Linked DNA regions of Mus musculus: region 2 is linked to region 1. Evidence: chromatin contacts called from public Hi-C data. All regions are on one chromosome and are shown on one strand. Each heading gives the region's core, a stretch centred on a gene start, on an enhancer-like site or on the middle of the called end of the contact. The rest is flanking DNA. Distances are from core to core; before and after follow the strand shown. Region 1 holds the start of Adamts18 (a disintegrin-like and metallopeptidase (reprolysin type) with thrombospondin type 1 motif, 18). Region 2 has its middle 36 kb from the start of Adamts18.

Region 1 (5,954 bases), core at 1,070-3,569:
TCAGAAAATAAAAGGAAAAAATGTGTTTCCCTTCTCTTTCCCTTAAAACTGAGCAGCACACATCTTAGTTCTCAAAAATTTCTGATATGTTGTTCTGCAGGTATGTAGCTTTTGATTAAAGCCGTCTTTCTTTCCTCGCTTTTTTTTTTAAAAAGGGAAAACCCATTTTCTCTATCTACCAGTCATACCTAACTACATAATAACCTTTTCCAACATATGTGCGGTTTCTACAGTGTGTGTTTCCGGTTTCTACAGTGTGTGTTTCTTACCTCCTTGTGCACGGCCATCTGAGATTGCACCTGCTCTTACTTGGAAGACCATGTAGGCGTGTTAGCCAATCATCTAGACCCCTCACCCCCTACCTACCCCAGACACCTGCTACAAGTTTGTTTCCAAGAGAGGAACATACAGGCTGTTGGTTACATTCAGTCCTGTCTTGGAGAGGGAGCACCGAGAGGTTGGGGGGTGGGGGTGGGGGAACCAATGTGCTGTGCTCTGCTAGCTACTTATGGTCCTTTCAGGGGCTGGGAAATATAGCTTAGTAAGCAGAGTTCTTGTCAGACATGCATGAGGCCCTGGGTTCAATCCTCATCACTACATAAACCAGGTGTGTTGGGCATGCAATAAGGAGGTGGACCCTAAGGCCAAGGTCATCTTTTCCAAAGCTAGATTACATGAGACTCTGCCTCCAAAAACAAAATACAGAAGTACTTTCGGGCCACGCCTGGGACAGAAGAGCTCCCCAGCCATTAGATCCTGGTGGAACAGGAAGGAAGTTTTAGAAACTATAGACTCTGGCTGGTCCAGTTCATTTCTGGGTCTCCTATTCTCCAAACATCCAATCTCTGGAAGCTTTTACACATAATTCTAGTGGCTTTCAGTCCCAGAGTCAGCCCTTGCACCAGGACAAGAGGACTCAATTCTACAAAGATGAAAAATTTAGAATCCCCAGAAAGCCATGGTGGCCTGTAAGGTCTTGCTAAAGAGCCCTGGGCAAACATCAATTGTCCTCTTGCTGCTAGTGGGAGACACTGAGAACAAGGGTTTTTCTCTCTCTATGAGTTCTGTGGAGTTAATAAATGAGAAAACCGAAGCGTGTGCTAGATCTTTGAAGCTGGAAGACAGAAAAAAAAAGGGGGGGGACTTAAAGCACCTTGCGACAGGGTGTTCCCCCAAAAGAAGACATCTTTTGGGCATCCGTGAGGCGATGTCACTGAAGAGAGAGTATTCAGTGGGAAACCAGCAGTAAGGAAAACACGGGTGGAGTGGGGGAGGGGAGACACTCACCCCTCTCAGCCTCAATCTGTGGCTTTCCCAGCGGAGGAAGGAAACGAAGGAGCCTTTTATCAATTCCCCACCCGGTGCCCACTTCCTCTCTAATTTCTTACTTAAGTTCGGATTTATTTTTCTTAACAAGCCATCTGTGAAAGAGGGAAATTATTTTCTCATCTCTGTGACTCGTAGCTTGAGGCACTGATTTTCTGATAAGCTCACAGGACCTTGCTGCGCTTCCCTCTTTCTAACCAGGGAGCCTTTTGCTCAGACAGCACACACCTGCCAGGTTAGGAGATGCTCCTTAACCTACCACATCTCACGCTAACACAAAGGGGACCAAAGTGCAAGGGGAAACCCTTGTGGGATGGTGGAGTACCCAGAGAGAGGGTAAATACGAACCATCATTTAATCCGCTGCCACCGCTGCTGCCGCTGTCACTGGCTAAGGCGACGGCCACCGAAGCACAGCAGAAGCAGCACAGCTGGAGTGCCTGCAAGAAAGAAAAGGGTGACACCGCCGCGTGAGCAGCGTCGCGGGGCGGGCGCCTCCCTCGTCCCCGCTGTGCGGCGCGCCCCTCGGTGGTGGCACCTGCCTTGGCCAGACGCCCCAGTCCCGCGGGCCCCCACGGCGGCCCGGGACCTGCGGCCCGGAGGGCGCACAAGCACAGGAGGGCGCACTCCATGGTCAGGTGCGGACGCGGTGACTGTGGCAGGCGCGCATTGTCCCCCGCGGGCAGCGGAGCCCCAGGTGTGGCGCCAGGTGCGAGTGGCCGCCGCCGCTCACATGGCAGCACGAGAGCCTGCGAGCCTCCTCCCTGCTCTAGCCTCGCGGGCCTGAGGTGCTTCGGGGTGTAGGGAGCTCTGCCAGAGCCCGGTCTGCAGCGCCTGTGGCTATGAAACTCTGTTGGTGATGCTCGCGGGTCTGGGCGCTTGTCGGTATCAGAGTGATTGTGTGCGGCTCGCACAGAGCAGCCAGCTGGCTCCCCCAGCGCGCTAGAGCCGAGCGCCCGCCTCTCCTCCGCTCCGTGATTGGCGACCGGAGGTTTCCCCGGGTTCGTCCGAGCTCCTGTGCAGTAAAGGGCGTGGGATTTCTAGGCCTGGGCTCCGAGGGAGGGAACAGAGGGGGCGGGGAGGCCGGGTGGGAGTCAAGGGGAGGGAGGGACGGACACACCGCCAGGAGAGGGAGGGCAGCTCTCAGGGTCCGCCTTGGGATCCTAGCTCAGGCGCACAGAGAGATGAGCCTGGACGCTGGAGGCGCAGGTAAGAGGCGTTACTTTCAGACGTGTCTTCTGGTGACAGGGTGAAGAAACCCAAGGCTTGCTGGAAACTTTCTGCAGCTCTCTTTCTTGTGCCACATCCTTGCCCCTGCCCTGACCAGGTGGGAACCCTGAACCTTTGATGAAAAGATGTACGACCTGAAGCTCTTGCGAACTCAAGATCTCCCTGCTGCCCAGAATCCCACCAGCAACTATCCCATCCAGAGCAGTTGAAGAATAGACAGTGGGCAGTGAATAAGTAGTCACTGTCTCCGGTGTGTGAACCCTCCCCCACACCCCTTCTCTGAGATGGTTTTTTCCATGCTTTCTTTTTAACAAGTTGAATCTTGTCCCCAGACACCCAAACCCCTTTGTATTAGTCCTAAGAAACAGCTTTGTGGTGGGCATGCGGTACCTCCTATTCTGTATGGCTAGCCATTTCCTCAATGCATTTAATTGATTCTTATGATCTCTACAGTTTGTAGTGAGGAAGAAAATATAGCCTTTCATAGGCCAGAGGAACAAGACCTTCATTGGGTAGCTGAGCCACAGTAAAACAGTAATAGAAATCTGTGATTGCAAGTATCTGTAAGGATCACAAAGGGGCTCTTAAGCCAGAAAGGTTGAAGTTGTGAGAGAGGAGGGAGGGAGGCAGGGAGAAAACTTGTCAGACATGAGACATCTCTTATAGATGCCACTGGGGAAGGGGGAAGCCCCCAAATTAGGTCTACATGAAGAGCTTGAAGTAGGAAAGGGTGTTGTTGTTGTTGTTGGTGGTGGTGGTGGTGGTGTTTGTTGTCATGGCTATGAAGGAAGTGTTAAACAGGTCAGAAACAAAACCATGTAGTGGCTAGGTGAGAAAGGTATTGGCAGGAGACAAATCTCCTGCAGGTATGGTGGATGCAGGAAAGCAATTAGATTTCAGTGAATGTGTGTTGTGTGTAGGTAGGGAATATATCAGCTCCAAAAATCAGCCAAAAGGAAGCTTGTTGATTATGTAGACAGGTCAGGGGTACCGAGGCAAGTCATGGAGGAGAAAGTTACGCTACTATTGCCAGCATTAGAGTGTGCCATGATAGATCTTACACCCAAGCGTGGTAACAGGAGACAGCCCTGCTCAGTTCCCTGAATACCAGCTAAATGAGGTCCATGCCAGTCTTAGAAGTGATTGCTCAGTATACACAGCCTTGTTCACTGATGCAACAGTGAGTGGATGCTAAACGTGGGCTGTAGAGGCAGAATGTGGCACATGTCTGCTGGAAGGGTAAGGCGTGGCTTCAAAGTGAGAAACATCTGGTTCTGTAACCACTGGGGTTTCCCAGGGCCCCTGTCCTACAAAATGTTAAACAGGAACCATCATGATAGATCTAAAGGTTATTGTAAGAACTAAGTCTATTTTTCTATGCATTTCATAAGTAGGCTTTGAAAGTACGAACGGAGGGAATTTCTTTGTATAATATGTTAAGCGAAACTTACATGTGCATCATGCCTGCAATGCTGAACCAGGATCCATTGAGTCTAGGATCCAGACATGAGCATCCGGCAGATTATGACATGGGGTGACTTAACGCCTTGGGTAGCTTCACGGAAGAACTGGATACTAAAGGAAATTAGACATCAAAGACATGCAGTAAAAATTTACCCCACCATGTGACTAACCAACAGGCTAAACAGGAAAGAAGGACTGTTGTCAAGGATGCTGCCAATCACAGCACCAAGGAAACTCAAAAGGAAACTGGAGGGGCGAAGGGTCTACCCACAATCAGCGCATAATAACTGTGTCCTTGGCTAATGTTCTTCCACAGACTAAGATGAGTTTGCAACAAGAATTATCCACATCACTCCAGGTCCCCTCAGTGACTAAGTTCAAGGGTAGAATCCAAGGAAACAGCTCTAAATTACATAGTCTATGTTAAGTGTCAGTCTAAGCACTACTACATTTGGACATGGACAACTCTTTGTGATGGGGACTCCCTGTGCATTGTAACCATCCAGTATTTAGCAGTCTCCCTCTGGCTTCACCAACTACATACCAGTACCACTCCAAATCAGCTCCTTTTCTCAGGACTGTGACAAAGTACAAAGTATCCGAGGATAAAGCAACATAAGAGAGGGAGGGTTTGTATTAGCTCATAGTTAGAAGGGATACCTTTCATGCTATCAGGAGAGATAGGCAGCTGGTTACGTTGTGTCCACAGAAAGGAAGCAATACCCATATTGAAGGCACTATCTCCTTTTTTTCAACTTGAGATTCCACCCACATGTGGCCTGATGCCAACCATATTTAGAGTGAGGTTTTCACCTCAACAGTTAGCTCAATCTTCTAGATTGCTAACGGCCACATAGACATGCCCAGAGGCTCACCTCTAGGTGATTCTAGATCCTGCCAAACTGTCCGTCAATATTAATCACCATATATACACAGTTAGGACAGACATCCAGATGTTCCCAGGGTGAAGGTGAGGAAGGTCTTGCCCAGGCGAGGACATAAATGCAAAGTGTCGTTCCTAATCTTAATCGCTTCTCTATCAACATGAAGTCATCGGGTACTCGTCCAATGAGGTCCTTGGCCTCTTAATGTAGGTGGTTCTTCTGCCTCCATGTCTTTCTGGTTGAGACTCATTTCTTGTAACACTGTAAATATAACAGTCAAAATTCCAATTGTTTTCATGTAAAGGTGAAAGTTTCCAGTCTCTCCTGCAGAGTGGATAAACGAACATTTGCAAAGCCCTACCTTCTTGGATGACTTTAGACACTGAATTTCCTAAGAACTGGGCCTGCAATATGTGTGGACTACCTCTAGATGGCGACAGAGAGTCGTCAGCAGAGCATCTAGCCTTGAAGATGGGGATTCTGTAGCATTTCTAGGTCATTTGGAAATATTTTGCAAAGTTTAGGTGATTTTCAAACTATAATCTAAAACACTGTAATAACCATTAAAGTTCATAAGAAGCCAATACATGTTTTTCGGTCTTAGCCCAGAATGTGGCATGCAGATGATATTCAAATATGGAATAAGAGCTAAAAGCAAAGAAATGGAAAACAGAAACATTTGACATACAGAAAAAATATTTAATTTTCTTCCTTATCACCTCTGCTTTAAAATCAATGGTAAAGTCTAGGTGTTGGTTTTATATTTAGTGACATAAACTTACCCTTCTTATTCTGTAAAGCAATATGTCTTTGGTAATATATCTCCTCCCATCCAGGTCAAGAAATACGATAAACCATATTCGCTGTTTATACTGCCCATTATCCCAGATCTATAAAGGTGCATATATCCTTCCCATAGAGCAAACTATTTTCCAGCACACCCTGGTTAGCTTTCTGAGCTAGCCACTTTGTGACTTTCACCTCTCCCATAGGCACAGTGGGGGACACTATTCAGGCCTCTCAAAAGCTGTATCAAATTGTTTGCTAGGTT
Region 2 (5,954 bases), core at 2,304-4,803, 37 kb after region 1:
AGGGATTTAAATATGAAATTGTTTTTTGGAAGTACTGGGACCTGTTGGGAAAGATGTCTGTCTATCAGAAATGTCTGACTCTGTACATCTTTGTCCTTGGCATCATGCTTAAAAGTCATGACATCTAGAGATTCTTCTCTGAAACCTACACTAGGTCAAGATCCCAGCAAAGGTGTCTTCTGGATAATGCTAATTCCCACAGGTATCCCTAGCACAAGATGAGGCACACAGTAGGTTCTCAATCAAAACAAGTGAGAGACACCAGGAGTGAATGTAGCTATAGCAACTTAACTTCACTACAATAGCACAATGGAGTATAGCACTTTAGTTTCACATAGAACAGCACACTGCCTAGGTGATTTGACAAATTAGAATAGGCTTCTTTTTCCCCCCCGTCTTTGAAAGGCACTCCCGTCAAACGTGAAGTGTGGAAAGATCAATATCTTCTGCAAAATAACATGGGTTTCGTTGAGTTCCCACGGCAGGAGGGGAGAGTACTGCATGCCTACAGTGTATTCAAGGTTCCAGTTAGGAAACTCAGGAAACATATTTCTTCCAAATATACCTACTCCAAATAAAGAGGGAGGGAAACACACACAAACACACACACACACACACACACACACACACACACAGAGCGAGAGAGAGAGAAAGAGAGAGAGATGGAGGGAGGGAAGAGGGGGAGAAGGAGGAGGAGAGGAAGAGGAAGAGGAAGAGGAAGATCTTTTCTTTAGAAAGCATAGTTTTGACAGTGATCTTGATTCAGTGGGATGTTCCCTGAAACCAAGGCAGGTGATCAAGGAATATGAGAAGCAGGGGAGGCAGTGTTACTCTGAAGGTAAACACAAACCACAGATCCAGAAAGCCCAAAGGAGGAGGAAGCGCTGTTGAAGGCTGAGCTGACTGTTCCAGGAGGCACTTGGTCTAGTCTAGTCATCTCCCTCTCCTTGAGCCTCAGAGTCCTGCCTGTACCAGTTCAGGTCATTTGCTCATTTGACCCGTTCCTTTGATCACAGCAAGGTTAGAGGAAACTGTCTCTCACAGTCTGGTGGTTAATTAGGTAATTCCTGCCCCTCACCATTTCCTCTATGATAAAGTGCTTGAAAGAACATAGATGGCAATGAAGATGAGCCTCCCCTGTAATCAGGATCCTCAAACCTCTACATAGAGCCCATAGATCTGAAGGATGGACCCCGTGTAGCCGCAGAAAAAGCAAGATCCATTCCCTAGGGCCAACAGCCCATCGCTGTTTATAAAACAGGAATTTTCTGCTGTCTAACAGGTAACAGCCACCTGCCTCTCGCTGGTGCCCACCAAACACTCAATATTAAACTCCATGAAAACAAGAAAAAACAAGAGATTTTCCTACCAAGCCTTTGATCTTACCACGGTTTGCTTTGCTCTCTTTCCTTCGCCCCTTCTCTTTCTTTCCCGCTCCCTTTTTCTACTTCCTCGGGTACTTGTTCAAGGATATTCTGTGTGGTCAGAAACAGCTTGATTTCTGTAATCACCAGATGAAATGGACACCTCACCACTCCATAACACAGCTTGGGTTTGCAAGCACAGTTGATAAGCCTAGACTAGGGTCTGTCATCCTAGCTGCATGGGTAGCCAAGGCAGAAGAATTTCAACTTGCAGACCAGCAGGGGCTACAGAGCGAGCTCAAAGCCAGCCTAGCCAGCTCAGTGAGACTCACTGAGGGAAAACAGAGCTGAGTATGTGGCTCTGTGGTAGAGTGTTACGCGTGCTCCGTGTGCAAAGCCTCTAGGTTCAAGCCCCAGAACAAAACCCAAGAAGTAAGTGTACACTGCTCGGTCCCACTTTCTTTCTTTCTTTCTTTCTTTCTTTCTTTCTTTCTTTCTTTCTTTCTTTCTTTCTTTCCTTCTTTCTTTCTTTCTATTTGTTTATTTATTTATTTATTTATTTATTTATTTTTGGTTTTCTGAGACAGGGTTTCTCTGTGTAGCCCTTGCTGTCCTAGTAGATCAGGCTGGCCTCGAACTCAGAAATTCGCTGCCTCTGCCTCCCAAGTGCTGGGATTAAAGGAGTGCGTCACCCACGCCCGGCTCATCCCACTTTCTTAAGTAGGTGTTTGTGTATGTGAAGGTACGCATCTCAATGCGTGGGGCAGGGGCATGGACGTGAGAATCCTAGAAGCCAGAGGACAACCTTGACTGTTGTTCCTCAGGTCCAGCCGCTTGTTTCAGAGGCTGAGTCTCTCTCAGCGGCCTGGATCTAGCTGAGAAGACTTGGCTGGTGAGTGAGCCCCTTAGCAGGAAATCTTTGCAATATACAGGCCTTTGCTTGAGTAGCTGGCTAGGTAGGAGAGAGCCTGCAATTTCCCCATTCCTATTCAGGAAATGAGGACAAAGTACCACCAGCGGGGTTTCTAGAGATGGCTTTCCCTACCCCAACAAAAGAACAATGCCACCCCAGGGATCGAACACAATTGAGAAGAGACTCACTTTCCTACTTGCTGATTGCATCAAGGGAAAGTTCTGCTTGGGCTCGCGGGCCCCAGCGTGTCTTTTCTATCCTTCTCTTTTAAAAGGGAGATTAAGAGAGCATTAGGGAAAGAGCCAGCTCAGGGGAAGAACCTTTGGCAGGCAAAACTGTCTAATTAGATAGTGATTAAAAAATAATAAAACAGTGAAAATAATATAAATAACATAGTATTTAAAAATTCTTATTATGGCAAATGATATATAAAGATTTCTTTTATGCATTTGTATCTGAGGGGACAGGAACAGTGATCTAACTTAAAGAGGAAGGAAGATCAAAGAGCTGCCAGTTCAGCTGCTGGCTGGATAGTTCTGTCTGTCCTATAGCCTGCTTGTCCTGTGTGTCATTTTATTTTATATAATTTTTATTTCACTAGATTGGAGTTCTACAAGGTAGTTTCCTACAAATGTACTACATGTCCTTTAGAGCATTATCCACATATGTCCACTCCCTCTCCCCACCTTTCCATTAGTCCTACCTGCTCTCCTGAATGTTTTTACTTGTATTTATATCACCTCCACATGTGCAACTGTGTGCCTATAAAGAACAAGACCTACGAGTGAGAGGAAAGATGAAATGCTTGCCTTCCCTCAATGTACTTGATTGACTTAATATGCTAATCTCTCATTGAATCCACTTGCCTGCAAATGACCTTACTGCATTCTGTAACCTTGTTTTCCTCCCCAAAGTCAAGAACAGGCTTGGACTGTCTCAGATCTATAAGACACAGAACAATGGTCCCTCCGATGGCCTCTTCATCTTTGGAGCTGCAGCTTGTTTCATTCGATGATCCTTAAGGTCTGTTTAAGCCATAGTGTGTTACAGGAAGAACTCAGAGAAGAGATGGGCTCTCCCCCAATGCACAGGACTTGGAAGTGGCACAACTGGTATAGGGATCCAGTGCTCCCTGCCCTCCCACCCACTACTGACTCTGTCCAAGCAGGTTGGAGGCAGTAATCCCCATTTCTAGCCACACTCTCATCCTGTAAGTATTTGCCAAGTGGGACAAGAGAAGCCTCAGACTGCCAATTCCAAGGCAGAGTCCATCTGGTGTGTGAGAAAGACCTGTGTGACAATGACAATCAGGAGTGAGATAACTCCATCCTCGAGCCACTGGAGACCATGCAGTTCCATTCTTCCTGAGAGCTGGACGATGGCCTCTTCCTTCTGATCACATAGGAGACTTCCTTGTGTTTACTGTTCCCACAGGCCAGACCCAGGGTGGGCCTTCTGTGAATGCTTCCCAGGCCCACCCTGTCTAAACACGCAGTCCCTACCAAGTACTTTTCAGTTACCCTAGGAACATTGCACTCAACCCTTCTGCTGGGAAAAAAAAAAAAAAAAAAAAAACCCAAAAGCCACTGTACCAAATGCCAGAAGTGTCTGTGTCATTTTGTTTATTGGATCTGGTCCCACTGATAATTGAAGGTCTACTAACTTTTGAACAACAGCAAAAAAAAAAAAAAAAAAAAAAAAAAAAAAAAAAAACACCATAGGGAAATTACTTCACTTGTCTCAACAGGAATCTGTCCGGTATGGTGGCATGCAGATGCAGTACCCATTCAGAGATCAAAGCTTGCAGTGTCCCAAATTCATACCCCTTGGGCTCCAGCACATTTTCTAATCATGGTAACTGGAAATTTGTCAACTCAAGCTTGTTTGAAAGGCACATGGATTTGGTTTATACTCAGTGAAGTGATTTCCTGATTCAGCAAGAACTGTCTATAAATGGTACCTACTATGCTTTAGAAAGTCCCTCTGGAAACAAATGTTAAGACCATTCACCATTCACAGGCAGCTAAGGAGATGGCTCAGTGGATAAAATGTTTGCTGCAAAATCACAAGGACTAAAGTTCAAAATCTCCAGGACCCACATAAAAAAAAATATATCAGTCATGTGAGCCCATGCTTATAACCTCAGTACTAGGTATCTGAGACAGGCAGAGCTAGAGGTTTCCTCCTGAGCCAGTAAAGCCAATGAGTGATCTCAGGGAGAGACATGGTGATTGGGGAAGACGGTCTCTGGTCTCCACACAAGTCCACACAGTGTATACACTCACGGACCACACAAAAGAATGTCTTCTGTGCATCAGAATTCACCTTCAGTAACTTCAATTAACAGTCTGTTAATTAGAGCAAATGATGTAGGTTAAATAGAAAAATCATTTGAATAATAATAATATAAAAAAACCTTGGAATTCACACATTTCTCTATCCTAAAATTAAGCTTCCATCTGCCTTCACTGTTAAGTGAGAAATTTGAAGGAAAGCAGAAACTAAGCACTCATACAGTGCCGCTACTCACTGGTTGGAGAGCATCTCCAGGACATCTGGTCTACCTGCTGGCTGGAGAGCATCTTCAGGACATCTGGTCTACCCACTGTCTGGAAAGCATCTCCAGGACATCTGGTGCACAAGCAGAGGGATGTGGACTTAGGAGCCCAGGGGAGGATGGAACAGCAGCCAAGTGCATCGCTTGAAGTCAGGCTGCCATCATCTGAGAAAGCTAACTACAGCATTTACCAGCTCTGAGTCTTCACCTGGGTCATTCCCTGGAGCGCACACCTGTAATCCCAGCACTCTGAAGGCAGGTGGATTGTCATGACATTTAGGCCAGCCTGGGCCACACAGTGAGTTCAAGGCAAACTTAGACAGCACAATGACCTAATTTTAAAAAAAAAAGTATTAAAATGCCTGACAATTCTTTTTTTAAAAATGAGAGAAAGAGAGAGAGAGAGAGAGAGAGAGAGAGAGAGAGAGAGAGAGAGAGATATTTCAACACTAGTCTCTTCACTTAGCACCAAGCTATATGTGTGAAAATAATAATAGTGGTGAGTTTTGTGTAGTGGAGCAGTCTTTTCTCACTTCAAGTTGGGAAAAAAACAAAAAACAAAACAAACAAACAAACAAACAAAAAACAGTGTTAAAGTCTCTCACTGTCTGGCATATTTGAAACACTCTGAGTAGAATTCCTGTCTTGGCTCCCCTACCAACTCAAGGTCTTCACATGAGGCAACTGCCTCTGAATTTACTAGGGCACTTTTGGTGGCAAGTGAAAGCATCTCAGATCATAGCCATTTAAACACAAGGCAAGATTTGTTGAATGATGCAGCTGAAAGGTCCAGGTACTGACTTCAGATTTAAATCCAACCTCAGATCTGGGATTCCAGATGGCTACACTCTGATAACCCCTTTCCTCTTGGGCCCTAGACCTTTATCTTTCTTTTGCTCTTAACCCTGGCTAGGTTTCTATTCTGCCTTGTCTCCCAATTTTCTTTGGGCCAGAACTTTCTTTCCCATGGCTTTCAATACTTACAGATAATGTTGACTCAAGCCTTCTAATTCTGTGTCCCCAAATATAGAACCATTTAATTTCAGTTCTACATGAATGAGGCCCGGAAGAAGATTTTGTTTGTTTGTATTTCAAGGAGGGTTTCTCTGTGTAGCCCTGG

Evidence for each region. Hi-C and Micro-C count contacts between places; a contact is called where the count stands out from the background.
Region 2: a contact with region 1 is called in a Hi-C map of cerebellar granule neurons, with 1.6 times the contacts expected there. The contact joins the enhancer-like site here to the promoter of Adamts18 in region 1. A contact is called at or near these places in 1 of 39 promoter capture datasets (epiblast stem cells), 5 of 484 Hi-C or Micro-C datasets (cerebellar granule neurons, cerebellum, nephron progenitors and 1 more), 3 of 115 datasets of contacts at active chromatin or transcription factors (all in embryonic stem cells) and 3 of 9 other capture datasets (adipose tissue, liver and pancreatic islet).

What each region holds. Positions count from the first base shown.
Region 1 is chr8:113,846,520-113,852,473 of GRCm38.p6, forward strand. Adamts18 (a disintegrin-like and metallopeptidase (reprolysin type) with thrombospondin type 1 motif, 18) reads right to left here and starts at 2,320. Exons shown (of 23, transcript NM_172466.3): 1 at 1,868-2,320; 2 at 1,675-1,765. The coding sequence starts at 1,957.
Region 2 is chr8:113,881,813-113,887,766 of GRCm38.p6, forward strand. No RefSeq gene overlaps it. Among named protein-coding and RNA genes, the nearest start is that of Adamts18, 36 kb to the left of the region's middle. Within about 2 kb of position 3,554, at least 9 of the 459 cell types and tissues checked have an H3K27ac peak or open chromatin away from gene starts, as enhancers often do. A contact at or near this core is called in cerebellar granule neurons, cerebellum and epiblast stem cells, where this site is marked.